Regions from separate parts of the Zea mays genome. Here region 1 is linked to region 2. Evidence: chromatin contacts called from public Hi-C data. All regions are on one chromosome and are shown on one strand. Each heading gives the region's core, a stretch centred on a gene start, on an enhancer-like site or on the middle of the called end of the contact. The rest is flanking DNA. Distances are from core to core; before and after follow the strand shown. Region 1 holds the start of LOC100194309. Region 2 holds the start of LOC103649584 (RING-H2 finger protein ATL39-like).

Evidence for each region. Hi-C and Micro-C count contacts between places; a contact is called where the count stands out from the background.
Region 1: a Hi-C map of ear shows a contact between it and region 2, with 1.9 times the contacts expected there. The contact joins the promoter of LOC100194309 here to the promoter of LOC103649584 in region 2. A contact is called at or near these places in 2 of 25 Hi-C or Micro-C datasets (ear and leaf).

Annotation. Positions count from the first base shown.
Region 1 is chr3:3,895,142-3,902,030 of Zm-B73-REFERENCE-NAM-5.0, forward strand. It overlaps LOC100194309, which reads left to right and starts at 2,445. Exons shown (of 4, transcript NM_001317240.1): 1 at 2,445-3,180; 2 at 3,273-3,363; 3 at 3,479-3,605; 4 at 3,760-4,274. The coding sequence starts at 2,693. The coding sequence ends at 3,920.
Region 2 is chr3:3,565,453-3,571,587 of Zm-B73-REFERENCE-NAM-5.0, forward strand. LOC103649584 (RING-H2 finger protein ATL39-like) reads left to right here and starts at 3,572. Exons shown (of 1, transcript XM_008675319.3): 1 at 3,572-4,768. The coding sequence starts at 3,871. The coding sequence ends at 4,599. It overlaps LOC103649583 (a long non-coding RNA gene), which reads left to right. Exons shown (of 8, transcript XR_002268526.1): 2 at 674-790; 3 at 934-997; 4 at 1,104-1,236; 5 at 1,614-1,682; 6 at 1,746-1,822; 7 at 1,900-2,771; 8 at 3,098-3,297. It overlaps LOC103651716 (14-3-3-like protein GF14-A), which reads left to right and starts at 4,875. Exons shown (of 5, transcript XM_008677418.1): 1 at 4,875-4,909; 2 at 5,223-5,500; 3 at 5,935-6,050. The coding sequence starts at 4,875.

The sequences.
Region 1 (6,889 bases), core at 1,195-3,694, 330 kb after region 2:
TGTGATGGGAAGTGTTGTTGGGACGGGCGAGGATTCAGGTAATAATCCCCCTCAAAAGACTCATGCGCGGACTGTCCGGATACGTACCCGGACCGTCCGTGATTATATGCGGACCGTCCGTCGTTGTATGCGGACCGTCCGACTGGATAGTTTAAATTCGGTGCCCTATGTGGTGGCTCGGGTGTGTGTCTAGGTAACTCATTAAAAATGGGCCCGACTGTGGCTGACCCGGACGGTCCGCGCTCGCGAGCGGACGGTCCGGACATGTGTAGGTCGGCTGGTTTACTGCCGATTTGCGTTTGCTCAGGGTACATGTCCATCGACATCCCATAAGGGGGTTGTGACTGGTCGTGACAACCTTTAACCGATGTATTACGTGTATTATCTCCTAATTCAACCTCGTGTGAAGGAAAATTTGCTATACTAGATTTATCAAATGCACGTACTAGTCTCTTAAGATCGCTTTGCATACCCCCTATGATGTTCTGCATTTGTTCACGCTGATCTTCTACATAATTTCTAAGAGATTGCAGATCGTTGGTATTACTTACATTGGGGATATCTGGCGTGGGTTGGAGCGAAGCCGGATCCGTCGCCCGATGTCGGACGACCTTGTTGTTCCTATCCACTTTGAAGTTGGCCAAGAACTTTGCTTTCGCCTCCTGGATCATCCGCTCCTTGTTCTCCTCAAACTGGAGCTGCTCGTCAGCCGGCAAGGTTTCCCAAGTCGGCTCTATGATGTTGTTTAGAGAAATATCAGAGCTATCCTTTGAACCGGCCATTGAGGGCCGATTTGATGAGCTTAGATGTGTTTTCCCCAGCGGAGTCGCCAAAAAGTATGTTGACGCCTTTTGGAGGCGTCAATTACTCAAGAAGAACCGTGGCGGTGCCCTCTGCACAGGGGCGAACGGTCCGCGCGCAGGGCCGGACGGTCCGCGGCCTGGTGCGAGGCGCGGTGGTGCTCTCTGGTCAGGGGCGGACTGTCCGCGGCCTGGGGCCGGACGGTCCGCGACCTGGTGCGCGGCTAGGGCTTCTCTGCCTGACGATCGGACGGTCCGCGCCCTGGGGCCGGACGGTCCGCGCGTACGCAGGGGCGGCGGAAGTCGCCGGCGGCGGCCTGGATCTCGCTCCCGGGAGGGACCCCGTCGGGGAGGAGAGATCCTAGGGGTTGTCTAGGCTCGGGCCGGCCGACCTAGACTCCTCCAATCGGCGTAGAGTCGAAGAGAGGCGAAGAATTTGGGATTGAGAGGCTAAACCTAAACTAGACTAGAACTACTCCTAGGATAAAATGCGAATAAAAGTTGTATTGATTCGATTGATGATGATTACAAATCGGCCGTATACCTCTCTATTTATAGAGGAGGGGGGCTGGACCCTTTACAAACTAATTTCCGAGCTTATCCCATGATTTTAGCTAACAACCGTAGCACAAAACTCGGAACCCTAATCTGTTCTGCGCACGCGCGGACCGTCCGGCCCACAGGCGCGGACCGTCCGGACCGCGGACCGTCCGGCCTCAGGGCCGGACCGTCCGCGCTCAATTTTGGTTCGAACACCTATATAATATTTTTGAAATCGGTGCTCCAAGGTACAATTATGATTTCGACCACCTAAAAATAATATACTTAGGGAATTTAAATCTACTAGAGCTAATAGTTAGCTACTAAAATTAGTGAAAGATATCCAAACAGTTCGTCAGTCCGGCCTCCTAGTTCTCGTCGCGCTCCTCCTTCTGTTCGTCTAGGGCTCATCTTTCTGGGTACGTATCCAAGTAAACTCCACCAGTCCAACCCCATTACATGAGGGTCAATCCCCTACCTTTTTATAGGCTCGAAGAGAGGTCAGTCAACAGTGGCTTCCTTAGGAAGGAGGCGTAAGGCAAGCCTAAAACCAAACGTTCTTCCCAGGGTAAAGCCATTACTTGGAGGTACAGGATTTGTCATTTTTCCCATTTGATAAAATAAACACCGTTTATTATGTAATATGTAGTGCTGATTTCTTATAATTGATATTTTATAATGTCACTAGCTAAATATAGGATGTTCATGTTATAGCTACCTCTAGCTCCAAAAGTTCTTTACACCATTATCTAGCCTAGTTCTGAAAGTTGTTTGAACTGTGATAGGCTCTCCCTCGTTACCAGTGGTATTCCGCTTTTTCTATTGTGAGATGCTTTCAGTGAGAGAAAAAAAAGACCAGCAAAGGCACGCGTAGGCTCCGCATGTCAGTGGGACAAAGTGCACCGACCAAAGGTGTAGGCGTGTCCCATGTCCAAGCCGAGCGAGTCCTCCCCTCCCTTCCCACCACCCTCCCCGTCCCCTCCCGCGCTCCTTCACCAGCTGGTGCTAGCTGTCTCTCTCCTCTTGTCATGTGACCTCCGTCTCACTCTCCTATTTCTCTCTCAGGCTCTCGATCCTCTCTCTCTCTCTTTCCACCCCCGTCCCTGCCATTCCCGTCGCGACATTGCCCAATTTAGCGCAGAAACGAGACGAGCAACAAAAACGCGAGGAGCCACGCGCGCAATCCCCGGCCTGCACCGCACGCGCGCCCTCGCTACATTGTCGCCCAGGGTCTCGGGCACTAAGGGGCTGGGCCGGGGGGGGAAGGTTTCCGGCGTTGCGCCACCGTTCCCGCGTGTTGCGTTGATTCCTCGGGTCGAACCAACGCGCGGCGCGGGGTCCCGGTCGCGGCCATGGCGCAGCTGCCGCCCAAGATCCCCACCGTGGCGCCGGCGTGGCCGGAGTTCGGGGGCGGGCACCAGCAGCAGCGCAGCCCCTCCGTGGGCACGTTCCTCGCCGCCGCGCCCATGCAGCCGTCGTGGGTGGACGAGTTCCTCGACTTCTCCGCCGCCAAGCGCGGCGCGCACCGCCGCTCCGTCAGCGACTCCGTGGCCTTCCTCGAGCCCGAGCCCGGCCCCGGCGACGGCAATGCCGGGGCGCATGACTTCGACCGCCTCGACGACGATCAGCTCCTGTCCATGTTCTCCGACGACCTCCAACCGCCGCCGCCGCAGCCGCAGACGCAGGCCGCGCCCGCGCCGGTGGCGAGCTCGTCGTCGCCGTCCGACCACAACAGCATCAACGACGAGAAGACGGATAGGGGCGACGCCGAGGAGGCACAGAGCAAGTGCCACGGCGCCGCCGCCACCGCCACCGCGGTGGATCCTAAGCGCGTCAAGAGGTGACGATCTTCCGTCGCTCAAATTCCGGCAATGCGCGCCCTTCGCGACGCAGAATTCTCATCCCGGCAACAACCCCTTCCGTCGCTCGCAGGATCCTGGCGAACCGGCAGTCCGCGCAGCGGTCGCGCGTGCGCAAGCTGCAGTACATCTCGGAGCTGGAGCGCAGCGTCACGTCGCTCCAGGTGCGTGCATGCGATGCGGCCAAACGAGCTGAATTTCGCCTGAGCGAATAGCTAGTGTCCGCGGATGGATGGATCTGGCCTGAATTCCGTTGCCCGAACGAACAAATGTGTGCAGACGGAGGTGTCGGCGCTGTCCCCGCGCGTGGCGTTCCTCGACCACCAGCGCTCGCTGCTGACGCTGGGGAACAGCCACCTGAGGCAGCGGATCGCGGCGCTCGCGCAGGACAAGATCTTCAAAGATGGTGACCGCCATTGCCGCCCCCTGCTCCTCCCGACTACGACCCTCGCCGGTCGCCGTCGTCGCAATTCAATTCGCGCCGCATGCATATATGCAATTATGCATGCAGCGCAAGACGCCACCACCGCCGCTGGCTGACATTGTGTGTGTGTGTGCAGCTCATCAGGAGGCACTGAGGAAGGAGATCGAGAGGCTGAGGCAAATCTACCACCAGCAGAGCCTGAAGAGCGGCAGGGAGCCCGACGCGGCCCCGTCGGTCCGCGACGACAAGGACATGATCGGCAGCGAGGGGACCGCCGCGCCCGGCCCGCCCTCGTGATGAGGAGGAGGTGGTGGGGCGACACGTCCAGACATCCGAGTCGGTCGCTGTAGTCGGGGATGGCCCTGTCGCCCGCCCTGCAGCCCATCACAGCGAGGTTGCCGCTGCCGCTGCTAGGATTGGTGTGTGTGTGCCGTGTGCGTGTCCGTGTGTGCATTCTTTGGGGGTGTGTAACGTGATGTGATGTAAAGAGAAGAGGAACTGCATCGGTTTGGTTTGGTTTGTTTATCCTTGCATGCATATGCATCTGCATCCTCTCCTGCTGCCTTCCACCACCTCCCCTGATTTGTAATTTTTGTTCGAGCATTTTGGGCCAAGGCTGTAGGTAAAAAAGGACCAAAAGCAATTCAGAGTGAAATATGCACTCGTGTTACTTTACTACCGTGCGTGTATGGTCGAACAGCAGGCTACCATGCTTTACAACCCAAGGGCATGCAAGGTGGTAACGCCATCACATGCCATGCGACTTCCGAGCAGGCGTGAACGAACCAGCCGGCGACATTGCATTCCCTGCTGTCTCGTGACATGCATGATCCTTAAAACAGTGGCCGGGCGCAAGAACACAAGGTACCTTACCTTCCTTACGCTGCAAGGGATAGGCATGTTCCTCTGCGCCTGCAGTGGCAGCACGCGCATGTGCGTGCCAAACCCGTACCGCCGGCCGCTACAAGATATCCCCCCTTGCTCTTGACACAAGAAGGTTACAGGTTCGTTCGCGTGTTAATGTAATGTCCAAGAGACCAAGACACGAACACCAGAGCGAAACTAGAAGAAGATGTCCTCCCAATGGGCTCTGTCTGGGCCGGAGTTGCGGAGGCAAAGCCTGCCGGAACTAGGCCTGCAAGCAATGGCCCAACGGCTTGTGACTGCGGTAGGGCCCAGTGATCAGATGATGCTATCAGGTGGAACCACTGGGCTGGGCTTGCCTACAAAGACAGTGGCAATTGGCAAAACCTTGGTGCAGTTTGTTGTTCGATGCTGTAGTTGTAGGAAGATGTGTTATGGCATGACAATCGACAATTGTGACAAACAGAAGGGGCGGGACATCTCTATTATATACTGTATGTAAAAAAATAAGGTAAAATTATATATAAATGGGTTTTTAATTTTTGGTTGTTGGCTCTATATTCACGTCCAACTAATCAAGCAAAACACATAATTTTATGTTTTTATTAAAACAAAGTTTATTCATATGATATATAGAAGTCGTAGCAATGCACGGTCCTTCGACTAGTCTTGTCATGATAAGAGGGGTCTTCATCTTGTGTCAGTACTCGGGGCGTTCAATGGGAGCTTTATTCTATATCAAATGAGAAGCATCTCGCTTTTAAACATGTCTTTACGGGTTGTCACGGGAAGCGGAATGCCTGTTGAGTTTGTGATCTAAGTTCTGAAGGGGTGGAGCCCCTCGTGGTACGGATCGTTTCCCTACTTGTTTTAGGGTTTCACCTCTATAAATATCTTTGTAAGCCATAGGAGATAATTATCTCAATTGTAAATCTCCTGCGATCTGCAACCACCCGAAAATAGTGAGAAGTTACTGGCCGGTGCCCGTGGTTTTTCCCCTTCGCTTTAGAGGGGTTTTCCACGTTAAATCTGTGTCTTCTCTGTGATTGATCCCCTTTGTGTCGTATTTATTTATAACAATGCCTTCGTAGATTTTGCCTCCAAACCAGCCTTGTCAGGATATAAGTTACAATCGATCGGTGTCTAAGGGTATATAAAATCTCGTTTAATATAAAGTCTCTTCAGGGATATTTAAGGAGTTAAAAAATCTGTCTCTTAACTATATTTATGGACCAGAGGTTTAGAATTATGTTATGCAATCTATTTGATGTGTGTTGTACTTAGAAAACAGATCCACTGTTAATTGAAGTGGTACACATTGCTGAATCAAAAAACTTGAGACCGTTGAGGGCCTGTTTGTAAATGCAGTTTTGAAATGATGTAGTTTTGAGATACTATAGTTTACAATTGTATATGACACAAATACTACGGTATTATTCTACCTCAGTAAAACCACAGTATTACTCAAAACCGAGATATGTTTAGTTCCATTGGAAAAACAAAGTATATGTAGAGAGAAGAGAAGAAAACTAAGGTTTTGAGTGGAGTTTCGAAAACTCCAAAAAATACCACGGTTTTAGGTAAACTATGATATTTAAAATTATGTTTTGACTGTACAAACCAAACACCTTTTGTGTTTAATACTATAGTATTATCTCAAAACTACAAAAATACTACAGTTCCAAACAGGACCTTATTGATTATTGTCTTTTTGCGTGTCGGCAATCTCCTCCTTCTCGCAGGCTAGCGCCGCTTCCAAAGCTGCCGGCAGCAGAGGGCAATGGGCATCCCGAATTGCTGCTGCTCAAGCGGGATATGGGCTAAATTTGTTTGGGCTTTTTTTAACTTCTTGTCATCGAAACTGTTGCGGAATACTAAATGATATATCTTTTCAGCCTATTTCTATAAGAATCATTTTGATAAAAATTGTCCAATATTAACATGAATATAGAATCGATCGAGTTATGATAATATGAATCCGTCGCTTTCTAGATCCTAAACCCTTTGGACCACTTTATTTTCTTCAGCACATAATTCTCATGATACTCGAGTTTTTTTTCCACAGTTAGATTCTCTCCATAACTAGTTTCTCATAAAAAATGGTCAGAAAAAGCTGAACCAAACATATCCATGATTAGGCCAGCGGCTGTTTGGTGTCATTTGGTTTCGGGGTGAAAATAAATGGGATGATGGTGCATTTCATGGTGAGATGCCCTGTCTGCTGACACCGCATGATTCTGTTAGGCCGTTTGCTGTAGTCTAACTAAAGTTTAATCAAATTCATTGTTTTATATTATTCCAAACTGTATACTATACTGTCTGTTTGAGTGAAGTTTAAATATAGGTACAAGAATGAGTAAGCTATCGAAGAAGATAGCCTTAGGGCATGTTTGTTTCAGCTT
Region 2 (6,135 bases), core at 2,322-4,821:
GGTCATTCGCACATCGACCGGCGACTCTATGTGTCATCCTCCTGCTCCCCTCCTACCCGGCTCCGACGTCTGCACTGTGCACCACATGAGGCTGGTGGGCAGCGGAAGCTAGCAGCCTAGCTTGAATGACCTAGATCATATGAAGAAGATGCCCCAGATGCTACTTGACTACAAGGTTTCTGTTTCTCAGGTGACTAAATACATCATGTGCTAATGTTAGCGATTCTTGTGTGGAAGTGAAATCGAGCCAATTTGAAGCCAGTATTGTTTAGGTGTATTATTTTTACTGGATTTAGGTTGAAGGTTAGTTTGTCTTCGTTTTAATTCTGCAAATACACATTGACAACCTAATGACTTTCTATTGTTCTAATATCAGACCAATAAACCTTATGTCGAAGAAAACTTTTTAATCTGTTATGAACGGTATCATCTTTGTGACCTCTTGTTTCCATTTCCCCTTGGATTCATATAATTAACTTTGGACACCAGAGCAATAGATTTGTCATCAAGTATTAGCATAATCTGTTATGTCTTGCTTGGTTCAGCCTCAAGAGGTTTTATGCATGTTCTTTTGTATTGCTTGGGTTGTTAACTTTTTGTATCCATTTGGTGTTGGTGAGGGTGGGATCTGTTATTCCTGAAGTAATGCAGAATCCATTCATTATGATCATAGTAGGATTATGGCTACACTGATTCTTTCTTCCTCGGTGGAGTACAATTGGTGGCCTTATATACATGATGTGGGCGTCATTTTTCTGATTGCCTCTGAATGCCTATATCCATTTTCTAGGTGAACATGGTATTTTTTATTTAGCCAATTGAATCATCTCCTGTCCTTTCAACAATTTGTATTTGTAATCATGTGCATATATTTATCCTCAATTTGAAATCGAACTCTGAAAATCAAATTGTCCTTCCTATTTGATGGTACAGGGTCATGCCTTCGGATAATGAAGGAGAAGATTTAGGAACACAATTGTCTCGGCTGTTAGGACTTGTGAGTACTCTACCCCTTATTGTCTCCCTATTGCTCCCAAGCCCCAAATATAATCGGGATCCATTTTGAGATTAGTTAAGCTAATGCAATTGGTAACATGTTCAAGGCAACTCATTTCTTCCAGTGATTCCCATCAATTAAATAGATGCAAGATGTGTGCACTATCAAAAGTGGATCACACTTGGACTCGAAAGATGCATATGTTACTGTCATGCATGTGAAGTTTGCAACAAAGAAAGGTGGGCGAATACAAATTTTTTTTGCCAAATTGTTTACAAAATATTTTTTTGTGCCTTTCATTTTTGTATTCATCGAAAACTGAAGTACAGCATAATTTGTTTTTGTATTATACAATTGCAGGAATAATTAAGATTATTTTATATGTAATTAAAGTTTATAAATAATTTGTATAATTTCGAATATTAACACATCAATGCCTATGCAATTTGTTTTGGAAAATAATCAATAGAAAATAAAATGAGTGGTAGTTGAAAGGAAATGTATATTTTATTTGGATGGTGGTTAAGACCAGGAACTTCACGAGTAGCATCCAGCATAACAAACAATACTATATTTCTGCAGTATAATTTAGTTGACTTGCTTTATTTGTTGTTAGGTGAACACCCATTGTGCAAAATCGATAGCTACATGAAATGTAGTGAACTAAAGTGGGTTCAGCTTGAAGGTACATGGTCTTTCATTTCCCAAATAACTATGATAGTGAAATAACGCTACAATCATCTGACAGGCGATCAACAGAAACTTCTCTTGTTATTCGACATAAAACGAAGGCAAGCATATTAACGCATTTAATGCCACACTCAGGTCGGTCTTTTAAAAAACATCAGTTTTTTAATATGATATCAGGGCCAACTTACAATGTTTGTTATACTTTTTTGCAGATTGATGTCATGTCCAAGTTCTTCAAGCTGATGATGGTAGGTGTTCTGCTTCACTTCTTTCTCATTGTTGAAGTTGTCCCAGGTTGTATTCACTCTTAGAACCCCTCTATTATTTATTTTTGAACAAAGCTTCCTTTTTTGTTACGTCCTAAAATGATATCAAGCAAGACCATTATTTCTGTGGGTTGAGTAAATCTAGATTTTTTACTTGGCATGATGAGACAATCTGGAGAATGTATACCAATTATGTTGTATGCCTTTTATATTTATCTACATTACCGAGTGTAGCATATTATTTGTTTCTATCTTAGTCAATTATTACTCATGCTATGGTATATTTTTCTTTTGCTTCTTGAAAATAATTTAACCTATGTTATTGAGTCATGTTATAACATATTATTCTTTTGCTTCTTGGAAATAATGTAACCATAGATTGTGCTTCAAAATTATTGTCGTCTTGACCATCACCATATGCACAACAGGAACAAGGTCTGCTACTCAGCTTGCATCAATGCTACAACACTAGCTCTTGTATATGCTAGGATTCCAATGCGAGACACTGTCACATCTTGTAGTGTTGTCTATTTGTGTTCTACTCCTTTGCTCCACAGGAACCTACCTAATTTTCATAACTTTAGCAGTAGTCTTATGGTAATAAAAGTCAAACAATAATAATGTATTGTGCTAGATCTGAATTACCTCGAAGACAGTGTTGGGGGTTCCGATGTCACTGTTGACATCATATCCAAATTTGTATCATTTTGTATGGTGTGATATATCTAGAAGCTCTAAGAATTTTTGTCTTGTGCAGGTCCTGCAATTAATGAATGATTTGAACCAAAGTGTTCGAAATGTTGTTCTCTTGTATTGAGGTTAGTTAATTCCATATTTGATACTATATAGGCCTACTTTAGCTGACATTTTGCTTTTTCCACACCCATGATGACGGGTATGATCTCTATTTCTATTGATCTTGTTCAATTTCTCAATAGTTACATCCTACATTTACAACCTAGAGAGATTGAAAATTTTTTATAGCAACATCTTAATTATTAAAACTCTCTGTTGTTTGCTCCACCACGAGCTTCCAGTGCACTTTCTCTCTCTATCTCGTGTGATCAGGTTGTTAAGATATGCATCTACTCATATTTTAATTTTTAGCAGATATGTATCTAAATTTTCTTGTGTTTTAATACAGGCTTACTGTGTGCTTGAGGTTCTTCGACCTCTCTATGAATCCCCTAAGATACCGGCACAAAAGATAACTGTTGCGATATGTGTCATTGATCAATTTCGTTGTTACTAGGAGTTTAAGGTAAAAGACATATGGCATATGATGACTTGTGGACATGTTATTAATGGAATGTACTGTTATATATATTGAGTATCTGTTTGAATTGTAAGGCCTTGTGATATTTCCTAAAGATTTGTATAAGTTTGTAATTTGTTGTGATAGTCTTAGTATTTAAATTATGCAATTGATATGACATTATTAAAATCATATATAGAAGTCTGTATAGTACTAATGGTTGAAATGTAGTGGTGAAATAGCTACATAAAAATAATAAAATTTATGTATAACTAGGATCACAAATGGATTACGAAATCTTTTTCTTATAACATACATTTGTATATAAATTATCATGCTATTATATGTTTCCGTTGCAACGCACGGGCACTCACCTAGTTTATATTATTAACAAAAATGCGTTTATATTATGCAACTGCACAAGCACAGAAATTGGCATTCGGAATTCTCGGCACCATCCTACTACTACTTCCATCCCACAAGTCGTCGGCCAAGCCACGCGGCCACGGACACAAAATATCTCTTTTTTTTTTCTAACACACGCCGGCGCCGTTGACTGCGTCACTGCTTACAAACGCCAACGTGTGCAAGGCAAGGCTGCAAGCACACTATCGCAGACAAGAATCACTCGCGTTCGGCCAACTTCTTGGCCCCGTGCGGCCATGTCCATCCCATCCATGTCGAGCTCGAGCCCCTCCGTGGGGAGCCCTTTGCCGCCGGCGCGCGACGGCGGGCCGGGCCCGTTCGTGTGGCGGCAGAAGGAGCAGCCGCAGCCGCAGCCGCAGCCGCAGCATCCGGACTACAGCTTCACCGGCCGCGTCCTGCTCACGGCCGTCGTCATACTCGCCATACTCACCGTCGTCTTCGTCCTCATCCGCCTGCTCCTGTACCAGTTCGTGGCGCGCGGACGGGGCCGCCTGGCCGTGGGCGTCCGCCGCTCCTTCGGCTCCTTCGCCAGGAGGAGCGCCCGCCACGGGCTCGCCGCGTCCGCGCTCGCCGCGCTGCCGGTCGCCACGTACCGCGTCCGCGGGGCGGACGACGACGGGCCTAGCTCCGCCTCCGACGGCGCCGGGACCGGGACGGCGGACTGCGCGGTGTGTCTGTCGGAGCTCGCGGACGGCGAGAAGGTGCGCGCGCTCCCGGGCTGCAGCCACGTCTTCCACGTCGATTGCATCGACGCGTGGCTGCGGTCCCGGACCACGTGCCCGGTGTGCCGGGCCGAGGTGCGGCCCAAGGCGACGGCGGACACGCGCCCCTCGCCGCCTCCGGCGTTGATCGATGCCGCTGGGGGCACGTTGGTCGTGACCGTGGTAGGCGGCGCCGCGGAGACCGGGGACGCACACCGCACGTCCGTGCTGGGCTCCGGTCAACCGGCCGGTGCCGTTGGGTAGGTAGGCAAAAACGACGTTGCGACTCCTTAGCACATAGTGTATTATACTATACATCATAATACATGTAATTAGAAACATTGTGTACTACTTTATCTTCTGTAATTCTGTGAAGATGACACCTTAGCATCTCCAACAAAAATAATTATCCTTCGCCTCAGAAAAAAGTATACACAGAGGTTGTCTTGGGATCGCCAACATTATCTAAAACGTCGCTACATGACAAAGAATAAGATATAAAAAGAAAAATAGATAGTAGATATATTTTTATTAATTGGATGCTAGATACATCAATTGGTCGTGATCCTCTCGTGTAAAAAGAGGAGTGGTCTTATCTCAATAGAAAACAATTATAAAACACATTTGACAAGTTTTCAATGCCAAAAACCAATTTTAAAATAAATCGGTTTGAAAACAACAAAAGTCGGTCTATACATAATTTCCTTATCTTTAAAGCGGAACGGAAACGGCGTCTATAACATTGTCCACGTCGGCTCAAATTTTTCTAGACGTCGGATTTCTAATCAACGGCTACATACGCATCGAGAACCTCCTTGTTCTGTACGCTCCTCGATCCTTCTGGTCGGTACTACGTCTCGTCGCCTCCTTTCGCCCCAGCGCTGCAGGTCATCTTGGTCCTCGCTACCCGCCGCCGCCAGGGGGTACCGCGCGCGCGTCGAGGCCGAGCTCTCCGGGATCTGCACGGGGATCCTGCGCCTCCTCGACGGGCGCCTCGTGCCAGCGGCGGCGGCCGTGGACGCCAGGGTCTTCTACCTCAAGATGGAGGACTACCACTGCTACCTCGCCGAGTTCAAGACCGGCGCCGAGCGCAAGGACGCCTACTCGCCTCGTCTTCTCCAATCTCCACACACACTCTCACTGCGCAAAGCGAGCAGGCGGGCGGGCAACCAACCAACCAACCCCACTCGCCTCCCTCTCCCTCGCCGTTGCCGCCGAGCACCGCGCCGCGGGTTCCCCGTCGCCATGGAGAGCGCCCACAAGATCGGAGGCGGGAGCGTGCCCGGTAAGTCCCCCGCCGTCGGCACTGTGAAAAGATGCGTTTCTTTTTTTCTCTGTCGTCCCCCCGTGCCTGCTTGTGGACGTGACATGTGACGGCGCGGTGGTTTCTCGCGCAGGAGCGGGAGCCGGAGGGGAGGGCGTCCTGTGCCACGCGTGCGGGTACCAGTACCCGAACGGGCACCCGAGCGCCAAGCAGCGGCGCGCGCACCGGAAGCACTGCGGCAAGCCGGCGTCCGCCGCGGCGGCGGCGGAGGGCTCCGGGGAGCGCGAAGCCAGCGAGCTGCTTCTAGGTACCGTGGGTTCCGTGCCTCCGTCAAGGAGCTACCGCGGTGCCGCCCACACATCCCATCAGGCTCGCCCTCGCCCTCAACTTCTCTGTCTTCTACTACGAGATCCTCAGCTCGCCGGACCGTGCCTGCTCGCTGGCCAAACAGGTTCCCCTTCTCCCCTTCTCCTGGTGATTTGAGGGATGACATGCTGTTTTATGATTGGGTTAATTGTGTCTGTGCCATTATAATT